Linked DNA regions of Gasterosteus aculeatus: region 1 is linked to region 2. A link is a contact called in public Hi-C data. All regions are on one chromosome and are shown on one strand. Each heading gives the region's core, a stretch centred on a gene start, on an enhancer-like site or on the middle of the called end of the contact. The rest is flanking DNA. Distances are from core to core; before and after follow the strand shown. Region 1 overlaps fbxw11a (F-box and WD repeat domain containing 11a). Region 2 holds the start of LOC120818116 (protocadherin-10).

Region 1 (6,171 bases), core at 583-3,082, 42 kb after region 2:
CTAAAACCAGAGGAATTCTACACACTGTCCATTTTCCTTGTACTGGCTTTGTTGAAGTGAAAAAGATCTAAATTAACTGGACCTAATGAAGGTCTGAACGGTTGTTAATAAAGTGAGTAAAAGTGATTCACAGTGTGCAGCATTCTTTGGTAAAACGTGCCTAAAAGCTAATGTTTGGCAACTAAGTCGGTTGAGCAATGTTGAGGTCAACTTTGTTCCATTTGCAGCTTCATATATTTATATCTACTGCAGTTCCTGCTCCGAGGGCGAAGGCCGGGCCACCGCAGGTGCATCTTGTACCGTTGTTGAGAACCGCTCATGGCCCGTAGACTCCATGGGAGCTGGTTGTAAACTCGCCTCGTGCTGCAGACGGCTTCTCACTATATCACAAGATCACGGAAAGATTGAATACATTACAAAAGTCCGTTTTATCAGGCTTAAAGTAAAAAAGTATGTTACCCGCAAGCCAGTGCATGGATCAACCAGTCCTCTGAAGGGCAACTGGAAGCCACGGGAGGGTTTCTTGGGTGAGTGCGAGAGGACACGGAAGGACAACCGGTCCTTCCATAACGATGGCGGCTCCTGAAGAGGTGGGTGTCGACCACATCAGTTCACAGCTGGAAAGTGTGTCTTCGTTGAGAGAAGCACCACTGTTTGCTTTGCTGCACAGAACACGATCGCTTGTCCATTCAAAGTTTAGTAGAATTGAACAAAACTGCACCAATCTTTAACTGACCAAAGTTCTTACAGGAACACAATCTTACTAGACTACCCCAATTTGGACAATGCATGTCCTGTGTAGAGTGATTGGATCAGATTAATGGTTATTGAGATATGTGAAGGACATAATCACCACGGACACATACACACCAACTATGCTATGACTTTCTGTATTACTTTCTATCTATTTTTTTGTCTCCGCCTCAATATTTGTATGATGGCAGGTTTGTGTGTGTTCGTTTCTAGACAGCGCCCAGAGAAACAGTGGAGAAAAAGTTTTCTCTTGTTTAGTGGCTAACAGCTAATTGAACCACCAGATAATACAAGCTGATGTGTACTTCTAGGTTGCTGGTCAGTGGTCAGACACAGTTGACACAGTTTGGGAAAACCGTTTCCCTCCATCGTGTCCAAGACACGATGCTTGGACTTTATCAAAGCATTCTGACTTGACATAGTATGACATACGTTCATATATTAAATATGTACTATTTAATTCGACTTTTTCCTTCTCTTTGTGACACAATATTATTTACTATTTATGTTATCACATTTTTGAAAAAATAAAACTTTAAATGTCACATCATATCTTCACTATAACATTGAATTTACTATGGATTTTTATGAAATATTTTCACAAGCTACATAATTACTTTTCTATGTCATTTTGTATTATCTTGAAATAGAAATATTACATTTTAATGACATTACTTTTTTCAAATTTCAATTGCTACATTAATTCAGTTAAAAAGTCAGCCTGCAATACTTAAAAAAACGAGCAGGATTTTTGACCACCGTAATAGTGCATACACTATATGGTCACCTAGACAGGTGCTGCTGATTTCCAAGGCCACTGCTAGAGTCCAAACTAAAACCAAGAAAGGGCTTCACAGAGTTTCTATTCACGATTCTTCTGGGAAAAACTCCACTACAGGTCAGCTGCAACTCTCACTACTTTGAAATCAATGCTGATGTCTTTTCTGTCTTTCTTTTACTAAAAGGTTTCTGCACAGCTTCATTCTATTTCATACGTGTTGTTGTAAGAGGCCGAGAGGCATGGTGGTGGGAGGGATCTACATTCCTGCAGGAGGGCTCCACCCACTTGCTCTGGAGAGCATCGGGATCGAATGTAGGAGGCGACACACCTGGAGCTGATCTCCGGGCCGGGGAGACGAGCACAGGTCAGACGGGGAAACTGTTCACAGACTGTTTCCGCGTGCAGGAGGTCGGGTCTGACACTGAATCATGAACCTGTGATATATACGCCGTGTGGGACGAGAAGATGTCTGTCCAACATCAAGAAGACCGTCATCAGCACCACATGCTTTAGGCTCTGAAATACCAGGTGTGCTGTGGTGATGCAGCAGACTGTCACGGACAGCGGTGAGCTGGTGAAAGTTATTGTCACAGAATTTGGGAGGAGAACATCGGATAAGAGACAGAATCTCCCCTGGGACAAACTGAACTTACAACATTCAACATTTTATTATTGTATCGGACTTGTCTTTTGAATTAATTGAATTGGGAATGGGTATTTGTGCGCTACTTTATGTACATTTATGAATTGGAAAAATGTTCAGGATTAAAAAAAGAAAGATTCTGTGTGAGAAGCACGGTTCCTTTCCCTAAGCTCTCCTGGGGAGATGCAGTACAGACAGGTGGTCCGGTGGAAGGTGTATGAGTCTACAGTATATATATAGATATAAAAACACCCATTAAAACTGGTAGGACTGTCTACCTCTACTTGATTTGCTGCCAATATTTTCTGTGTGTAGGTTGACTTGATGACACACCTGTGCCTTTTGACAGTATTACTTTAGTCAAAGTATTGTACCACTATACTATTACATTTCTGCCTTTGTTTTTTTTTTGTGACTTTTAGGATGTCTTCAACCTGCTGTACGATTACACTTCACTTAGTATATTATTAATAAAAAAATATATATACATTTTTTTGCCTGTAGTTCAATTACATGCTGACTTTTTGACTGACACTATTCTATGGATCAGATATTTGTTGAATAAATATGACTTTTAGACATACACCAATATTACCATTTCATTTTCTCTATGCGTGTCAATCTGTAGGACAACTTTAGTTTTGCGTGTTGAAACATTTAAAAAATATTACGTTATTCAACATGATATAATATGCCTTTTTACGACACAATATACTCTACCAGAACCTTTTCCGACGTACTGTACTCTAGCCTTTTCATAACATACTATACAAACATTGTTTGACACTGTACTCACTTATTGTTTGTCATTATAGTATACGCCTTTAAAAAAAATATATATAAAACAGAATACAAACTACAACTCCTTGATGACTGAGATGAGAAACGATTTCTTGAGAAAATTCAGGAAAAAAAACAAACACATTACAATGACTCTTTGCCAGAGGGACACATGACCATAGAGTCCCTTATGTGTGTACAAAAGTAACAAATTTAAGGCCTAATCAGAGGTTCTCTACATGTCAGAGCAGCACAGCACAAATCCACCCACACATGCACACAGACAAGGACAGACATCAAACTCATTCATGTTACAGTTGGCTCAACACTCCACCACTGTCAAGTACTTTATTCACAATAAGGTCATTTTCTTTAAAAAATCATTTTTAATATACAACACAATTTTTGACAAGACAACTCCGTTTACAGCTAAATTTGAGCTCTTGAGTTCCAGCTTCTCTCATAACCAAAGCAAGCACGTAGATGATGGGGGAGGGGGGGGGTGAAAGGGACAGATGAACATAGGTCGAAGTTTGAAGAAAGAATGAGGAAAAGGCAGTCGGAGGGGGGGAGAGAGAGAGAGAGAGAGAGAAAGGACTACGCTTAGTATGATTTTTGTACTAAGAACCAAAATACGCAAATAAAATGAGAAAATAACAGTAATAAAAAAAAAAAAAAAACAGTAAGAAAGTAAGAGTTAGAGAGAAAAAAAAGCAAAGGTCTACCAGGATGCTGTATCCAAGGCAACCTCACATGCATGTCTGTCTGTCTTGACGCTTCTGCTCGTTCTGCCGTTTCACAAGTCCACATACACAAACACACACTCACTCAAACTAGAGTGTGTGTGCCCCCATACTCCAAGCGAGTGTGCATCTCTGGGGGGGAGGGGGGGGTTAGGGCTTTGGAGGGGAGGAGGGGGCGGGTTAGAGAGATACAGGGAGGAGTGTGAGGGAGTGAGAGGGAGCAGGGAAGTCATTCAAACACATTTCTCCCTCCTTCACTCCCTCCGTGTCCCATCCTTCCCTCCTTTCCTAGAGCCGAGTAAAGAGTCTCTGTCTCCTGCACCACAGCTCCAGTCATCCTCTGTCCAACTGTGCGACTGTATGAGTGCGTGTGTGTGTGTGTAATATAACACAATGTATATATTACACAAACACACACATATATAGAGCAAAAGCTGCTTTACGTTTGTATCAAGGGGAGAAAAGGGGAACCTGTGACTTCTATAAGGTCTAGTTAATACTGTCATTAGTGTACTTTAGAAAACATAAATTAGTAGTACAGGGTGAACTTCTTTGGAGAGTTGAGTGGGTTCTGTAGAAGGGAATCCTTGTGTTGACCAGTGTGTGTGTGTTTGTGTGTGCGTGCGTGCGCATGTGACAGCACTGGCAGGCAATGGGCACAAGCTCAAGGGTCTGCCAGAACGGGCAGGGAGGTGGATGTGGCGGTGGGGGGGGGGGGGGGTCAGTGTGGGAGGTGGACAGAGGGATGACGAGGAGGAAGGAGAAGAGACGGGCTCTTTTCCATGACGGACGCAGCCATCGGCCAATCAGCCCTGGGCTCCTCCGAGAAAGGGTGCAGTGGATGGTGCCACCTGGGAGGGCGGAGGAGGGGTAAAGGAGGGGGGGGGGGGGGTACAGAGTCTACAATCACACCAGGGTCTTCTCAGCAGGCATCAACAGGATTCTCTAACTATGCACACATACACACTCGTGTGTGATGGACGGTGGCTATTTAAGCTAAATGTGAACGTGTGGGATCTTTGTACCTGCTATCTAGAAATGTAAGTGTAGGTGCGGGAGGGAGACCGTCCCTCCGACTGGCCATTAGTCGAGACGTTCAGGAAGTCCCAGATCAGGATGGTATCGTCGTGAGAACTGCTGATGATCTGAAACTCATCAAACTGGAGACGAAACACGCGGCCAGAGTGCTCCTGGAAACACAAGAGGACATTATGTCAAACCGTCCACGCAGGAAGGTTGTGGACTCACAATAAGATGCAGCGTGCATCGCTTTGTGATGCATTAGAATTAAACAAGACCACTAATAAACTCCCTGAATGGTTTATACGAAAACTGAACACAAAAGATACATTAAAGAATCAGTCTTAGCTGATTGTAACAAAACACTTAAATGACTGATCTATTCTTTAATTATCATCATAAAAGAAAGCTTTTAAGAAACAAAGTGACTATTTTACAGACATTAAAAATTAATATATTCAGACGGTACGCTTTCATATTTGAATCCTATACGGTTAAGATCGGTTTAATCAATATCATAATAGTGTTATGAAATTATTTTATTTCTTCTTTTTTAATGAATGAAATGTTACTAATGACTTTTAATTTCTTATTAGTCACCATGTCATGAACTTACAAATACAGCATTATGACCTAAAGGACCGCATTATGACAAAGTACTGTGTAAATCTTTTGTCATGCTACACATCTTTTGAAAAGTTGTATAATGCCTATTGTATAATCCGCTTTTATCACATCATACATACTTTTGGGGAAACTACACTGACTTTATTACATTACATTTTTTGGATTCAACTATTGTGACAATTGTGATTAATACATGTTTTAACATATCAGACTACTTTTTATAGCTTTATAGGCGTATTTAATAAATGTGCAAGAACAAAATACTTTAACGTCGATGCAATGTTATTCATCGCCTGACTACACAGACCAATTGCAGCAGGGCTTGAGGACCTGCAGTTGAAGACCAATGAGCACGATCCCCGTCAGTCCGCCATGTTGACGCAGGCTTAATCATAAGGAACTCACCACTAGAGTGCGCAGACATAATGTGCTGGCTGGGGCTCTTGGGTCCAGGGCTGCCTGCAGGTCCCACACCTTGATCTTGCTGCAGAGAGAAATAAGAGTCAACACAGCATTGGAAACAACATTTTGTCTCTGTGTGTGTGTGTGTGTAACTGACCCGTCGTAGGCACCGCTGACAATCCTTTTATTGTCAAAGCGAATGCAACGCACCAGCTCCTCGTGACCTTCCAGCACTCGCAAACACGCCCCACACTCTATATCCCATAACCTAGAGAAAAGAGAAGCCTCAGTCGACACACAGGGCGACGCACTGTAATATTATTTGGAACTAACATTTGAGTACAGGCTTATTCTGGCTGCGTTTATTATCATTTGAGAAAACGTTCGAAACGCCAGTCTTTTCAATCATTTTAGATAACTTT
Region 2 (6,097 bases), core at 3,478-5,977:
GGAGAGTGCGACGTAAGCGTATTAATATAATTGGTATTCAAAATACACTCCCCGCCAACAACGAACAAAACCAATTAGAACCCCACCGGGATGAAACGAAACATGATTTTAATCTTCAAACGAAACCGTGCCAGGGAGGAAATTAAGAAAATTACACACGTCATTGTTTTGTGGATTTTATGCATCATTTTTACATTAATATTTGCCAGATGCTCCTCGAGCAAGGTTTTTAATTAAAAGTCTCTTAGAAAGCCTTGAAAAGTTTGCGGTGCCGGCAGCTGTGTGCAACAGCACAACTCAACACGAATGCACGCGCAGCTGCACGCGCACACGCATCTGTCCGACTGCCTCTAACGTTTGCATGTTTGTTTAATCTCTATTTTCACCTTGAATTAATCAATCTTAGCAGGTGTATGTACTGTCTTTGTGCACTGCTCAAACTGTTTAATTAAGATTTGTCTTTGAGGTTAAATGTGTCAATGAAAACGTCACGACGTCTCATCTGGGTACGCCGAAGGACAGACGGAAGGTGAATTGGGGGAGCCAATTAACGACAGGAAGGACACTTTCTCCCGACGGAGCATACGGGCACCGTGACCTCAAAATCCATATTATGGCCAGAGGTGCATGTGCTGGTGCCCGAACTAACATTTTTCAATTTTCCTGATGGAGCCTGGTTGCATGGCTCCCAGTTTTTGTCCTTCTGCGTTGTGATGAAAACACGGAGGCGACAATGAGCGTACACTCATATTGGCCAGTCGCCCCGTCTATTAGAATTAGAAAACACAAGACGTCCTGCCTCTGTAAATTCCCTTTCGCCTCGTCTCCCTGTACCTTCCTCGACAAACATGAAGCCCCCCCCCCCCCTCTCTCTCTTTCTCTCTCATTCAGAAGACAACACCGGGGCCAATCTACAGGCGTCCCACGTCTCAGTCCAGCCATGCCCTTGCCCCCTCCCCTCTGGATGTCCTCCCCTGTCTCCCTAAAACCGTCCATTTGCCATTTTTCATCAATAATGGACAGCCCCCCCACCCCCACCCCCGCCCCCCCGTGAATAGGCGTACGCCACATTGTGTGTAGTATAATGGTCGTGCGTGTGCCCTTGAGGCATAGTTAGTGAGGTTATCTGTCCTATTTTGTTAGTTTGAGGACAAGAAGGCGTGCCACACTCACACGAATGGCCGAAAAAGAACAGTCTGAACTCTAGACAGATGCATCTGCCATTCACCTTGCCCGTTATATAACCTTGACTTTTTGTTCAGACGGGCAGTGGTGGCAGGCGTGTGTTCCCTTTCTGGGGAAGTGCACTGGGTGAACTATTCATATCCCAGGTCACAAACTTTATAATTAAGTTAATGAGTTGTTATACAATATTTTTACCACGTGTAATTCGTACGTACCGTGCTGAAGAGGATTCAACTTGAACTACATCTCTTCTACCTCTAATTGATATCTACTCCCGTTCTGAGATGATAAGACACGGTGCGTGCACAGAATACGCTCCTCTCATTACCATGCATGTCAATTGTAATGCAATCTCACGTCGTCTCATGTCATTTCCCGGGTGTAAAACATTACCTCTGACTGCACACTTGGGTAATATTATTGCCATATATAAAAACATTTGAGACATGCTTCTTTAAGAAGAAAATGAATGCTATGAAAGCATCTCTTGTTTGCTTCATTTTACTTCAAATGTGTGATTTGACCTTCATGGGCGAATGTCACATGTTATCCGATGGAAAACTGAGTTGTTGTTTTTTTTGTTGTGGCAGGGGTCACTCAGAGGCTTCTAATAACACGAGCTCTTGCGTCTGATACAATACGGTGTTTTCACTCTACCTCGTTTGGAGTAGTTGCTCCATTGTTCACAGATGCGCTCCGGCTTTGCGCGTTCCACGAGTTTTCTGCGCTCTTCGCCTCGTTGTTCCTCGGCGTGCTGCCGGGGCTGCACGGCTTCAGAAACATGAAGTCACTTTTGGCAGATTCGGGTGTCAGGCACACTTTATAACAATATGACTGGGAGAGACTGCTGTTTCCATTTACCTCCATACAGTTCGTGGGCACTTTAGCCGCGGATGAAATCTGCAGGTTGAGGTTAGATTTTTTGAACACTTCTGGAGGCGGATCTGGCTGAAACCCTCCGCAACAGCAGCAGGCGAAGGGGGGGAGGTTGTACCCGCTGTGGGTCTCCCGGTCCTTGTAGCACTTGATTGCAGCAAGCACAATTATAGCCACGAGGAATATTAAAGATATTGTGCTCAGTGACACGATCAAGTAGAGAGCGACGTTTGAGGGGGGCTGTGGGCTGAGCGTGAGATCTCCGAAATCTGACAGGGACTCGGGCACGCTGTCGACCACTGTGAGGACAATGGAGACGGTGGCGGAGAGCGGCGGCTGTCCGTTGTCCTTGACCAGAATGACCAGCCTTTGCCTCGTTGCGTCTTTTTCCACGAGTCGGCGGATGGTCCGGATTTCGCCCGTGTACAGAGCCACGCTGAACAGCCCCGGGTCTGTAGCCTGCAACACCTGATAGGAGAGCCGGGAGTTTTGCCCTGCATCCGCGTCTAGCGCGGTTATTTTAGTAACCAGATACCCGGCGTCCACTAACCGCGGAACCACCTCTGTGGCCACGGTGCCGTTTTTGGGAAGCGGGGACACTATAACGGGTGCGTTGTCGTTCTGGTCCAAGACAAATACGTTGACTGTGATATTACTGGCGAGAGGGGGGAAACCAGCGTCGCGCGCCTGCACCAGGATCATAAAGTTTCTAAGTTGCTCATAATCAAAAGAGCGCAGTGCATAGATATTGCCGTTGTCAGAGTTGATTGAGACATAAGTGGACACGGGCATGCCCTGAATCTGACCCTCGACAATAGAGTAGGACAGATAGGCGTTCTGGTTGGAATCGGGGTCGAATGCAGTTACGGAGCCAATGGAAGCGCCCGGGGCATTATTCTCAGTAACGTAAACTGTGTATGAAGGTTGAGCGAACCGTGGGGGGTTGTCGTTAATGTCAGACACTTGAACGAGGATGGTTTTCCTGGTGGAGAGCGAAGGAGAGCCCAAGTCTCGGGCTGTTAGTGTGATGTTGTACTCAGACACCGCTTCCCTGTCCAGAAACTCGCTTGTCACTAGAGTATAATAGTTCTTAAAGGATGAATGGAGTTGAAAGGGGACGTTACTCGGAATTTGGCAGTCGACGTTGCCGTTCTCTCCCGAGTCTCGGTCCATAACGCTGATGACAGCTATCACCGTGCCCGGTGGCGCGTCCTCCTGAACAGGAGTGGAGACTGATGTGAGGATGACTTCGGGCGCGTTGTCGTTCACATCCAGGATGTCTACGAGGACTTTACTGTGCACAGCCACAGCCGAGGGTCCCCTGTCTTTCGCTTGCACATAGAGTTCATACACACTGGCTTTCTCGTAGTCCACAATGCCCTTCACTCGGATTTCACCCGTGTACGGGTCCACGTTGAACAGCTCGCGCACCTTGAGGGGTGCGTGTCCACTAAACGCGTAGGTCACCTCTCCATTGGAGCCCTCATCCAGGTCCGTGGCGTTCAGCTTCAGCACTAACGTCCCCCTCGGTGCGTTCTCCACCAAACTCGCCCGGTAAACCGAGCGGTCAAATACGGGCACGTTATCGTTGGCGTCCAACACTGTAACGGTTATGAGGGCTGTGCCGGAGCGTTCCGGTGACCCCCCGTCAAAGGCAGTCAGAACCATTTCGTGCCGTTTCCGCTGTTCCCGGTCCAATGGAGTGTCCAGCACGAGCTCAGCAAACTTGCTTCCGTCGTTGCGCGTCTGGATGTTCAGTACAAAGTGCTCGTTTGCGCTCAGCTGGTAGGAGCGCAGTGAGTTGGTGCCCACGTCCTGGTCCTGTGCGCTCTCTAACGGGAAACAGGAGCCAGGCGCAGCCGACTCCGTGATGTCGAGATTAAACTCGCTCCACGGGAAACTGGGGGAGTTGTCGTTCACATCTAAAATCTCCACTTCCACTCTGTACAGTTCTAATGGGTTTTCAATTACCACTTGCAGATGTAAAAAACAGCTCGGGCTTCGTTCGCACAGCTCCTCTCTGTCCATCTTTTCGTTGACGAAGAGAATGCCGTTCTCCAAGTTCACTTCTAAATACTGCCTCTTGGCGCCGGAGACTATTCGGAACCGACGTGCTGACAACTTAGCCACATCCAAGCCCAGGTCCTCGGCAATGTTGCCCACAAAAGCTCCGTGGTCCAGCTCTTCGGGGATGGAGTAACGAATTTGTGCGAGGACCAGGTCCACGACGCACGCACATAGAAGCAAACACACAACCAGCCCAGTCACCGGTACCCAGCTGCCTCTGGAGAGTCTGTGATCCATTTCAGCAGCTTGTGTAAAAATCATCTCATCCAGACATGGTTTGCCTCATAAAGCCCTTCAACTAAAGGGCTAACAAAAAGTACACACAAAAACAAAGCCTTTCCAAAAGAAAATAAATAAATGTCTATTTAGAACTTAGTTTTTAACATGTATGCGAACGGATAAGTTAATAACAGGACGAGAGAGGAGAAGAGAGTAAAGGCACCTCTCTTTCTCTCTCTCTCTCTCTCTCTCTCTCTCTCTCTCTCTCGGTCCGTGTGTGTTGTGCTCCACGCGCAACACCGGTTATGTGTGAACGGTGGAGGCTTGCGCTCAGATTCTTCCAGTGTATTAGACGCACCGAGGAGGTGGTGGGGAAGCGTGTGTGTGTATGTGTGTGTGTGTGTGTGTGTGTGTGTGTGTGTGTGTGTGTGTGTGTGTGTGTGTGTGTGTGTGTGTGTGTGCAAGAGAGAAATGGAGGGGGTGGACGTAACTTCTCGCAGCTCCGTATTGGAGGACGCAGACGTGAAGTGCGACTCTAATTACTGTAGACGCGTAACCCTTTCACATCCTCGTGTCTGTTCCTCTGACCCACTAAAGAGACGAGAAGGCGTAAATTTGACACCAGACGTCAGAGCAAGATTTGGATTAAAGGGACAAATTGTGTTGTGGGTGTCGTTTTCTAGGGCTGCATTTAACAGATGAGGATGGACAAGGATTTGTCGTGCTCATAAGCCCGCAGATGGCTGTAGCTAAAATATTTTTACTTTCTTCCGTTATAACTCTCATTGGACAGAACCAAATAAACAGTAGCATTTCAACGTTTCTTGGTTAAATTATAACAGTTTGCAATGCAGAAAACAAAACACTGGCCTGGATGTTCATCCTCTTTGCACTCAAATGGGCCATTGGCCGCTGCCAGTGGGCATCTGGGATTCCACAATGCGTATTAATGAGAGCCCAGTGAAGACAAATGCCCACACTACCAAAACAATCCCATTCATTAACCATCACGCGCAAAATTGGGTTTCACTAAAATAATCTTTGATGGGTTGGATACTGAATTCAATCAATATTTAAAGGCAGTTTGAGCATAAAAGTGATTACACTCACAACCCCGAGCGGGGTGAAATTCATACAAATGCGTGATACACGACTTTAATCCACCTAAGTAGGCCTGAACATGTATCCGCATAATCAACATGAAAGCATTTTCATGAAGCCTTAATCATCATCTAATCAGGTATTATATTTGGGATTAGATAAATACCACATATGGTGAGTTGTTTACAGTTTCAAACACTCCACTGAGCAGTGACGTTTTCGTTGGATAAAGAAGAAAGCTCGGGTCTCTTTAGAGTACTGCACATGTTTGTTCAGATCTAATCTTTTCTCTGTTAATCCGTGTCAGTTAGACAACCACTAAAGCACAGAGAGAGAGAGGGAGAAAAACTGAAGGATGTCTTTGTGTATTCGGGTTGGTCTGTAGACAGACACGAGTGGCATCCTAATGTAAAGCGGTGGCTTGAAATGTGAAAGTCTCTTCTTGGGGCTGACGACACAGAGTGTGTCAGCTGCTAACAAAGAAAGTGCCAGATGACAGAGAAAGAAAAATAAATCAACTTCCTCGTGCGGCATGTTCTTTAAAAGCCTTAAAACCTCGAATGATATCGAATTAAGGGGTCATTGTGGAATAACATGTTATACAAATAAGTACTCTGCGCTGGTGATAAGAAAGTGTCCCCGACCCCCC

The links. Hi-C and Micro-C count contacts between places; a contact is called where the count stands out from the background.
Region 1: a contact with region 2 is called in a Hi-C map of whole body, with 4 times the contacts expected there. The contact joins the enhancer-like site here to the promoter of LOC120818116 in region 2. A contact is called at or near these places in 4 of 6 Hi-C or Micro-C datasets (liver, skeletal muscle, tail fin and 1 more).

What each region holds. Positions count from the first base shown.
Region 1 is chr4:10,396,084-10,402,254 of fGasAcu3.hap1.1, forward strand. fbxw11a (F-box and WD repeat domain containing 11a) reads right to left here. Exons shown (of 13, transcript XM_078101307.1): 10 at 5,907-6,017; 11 at 5,753-5,831; 12 at 4,726-4,890; 13 at 3,263-4,551. The coding sequence ends at 4,729. Among protein-coding and RNA genes, the nearest start is that of fbxw11a, 13 kb to the right of the region's middle. Within about 2 kb of position 1,833, at least 2 of the 9 cell types and tissues checked have open chromatin away from gene starts, as enhancers often do.
Region 2 is chr4:10,351,280-10,357,376 of fGasAcu3.hap1.1, forward strand. LOC120818116 (protocadherin-10) reads right to left here and starts at 4,728. Exons shown (of 5, transcript XM_040174897.2): 1 at 2,047-4,728; 2 at 1,843-1,956. The coding sequence starts at 4,389.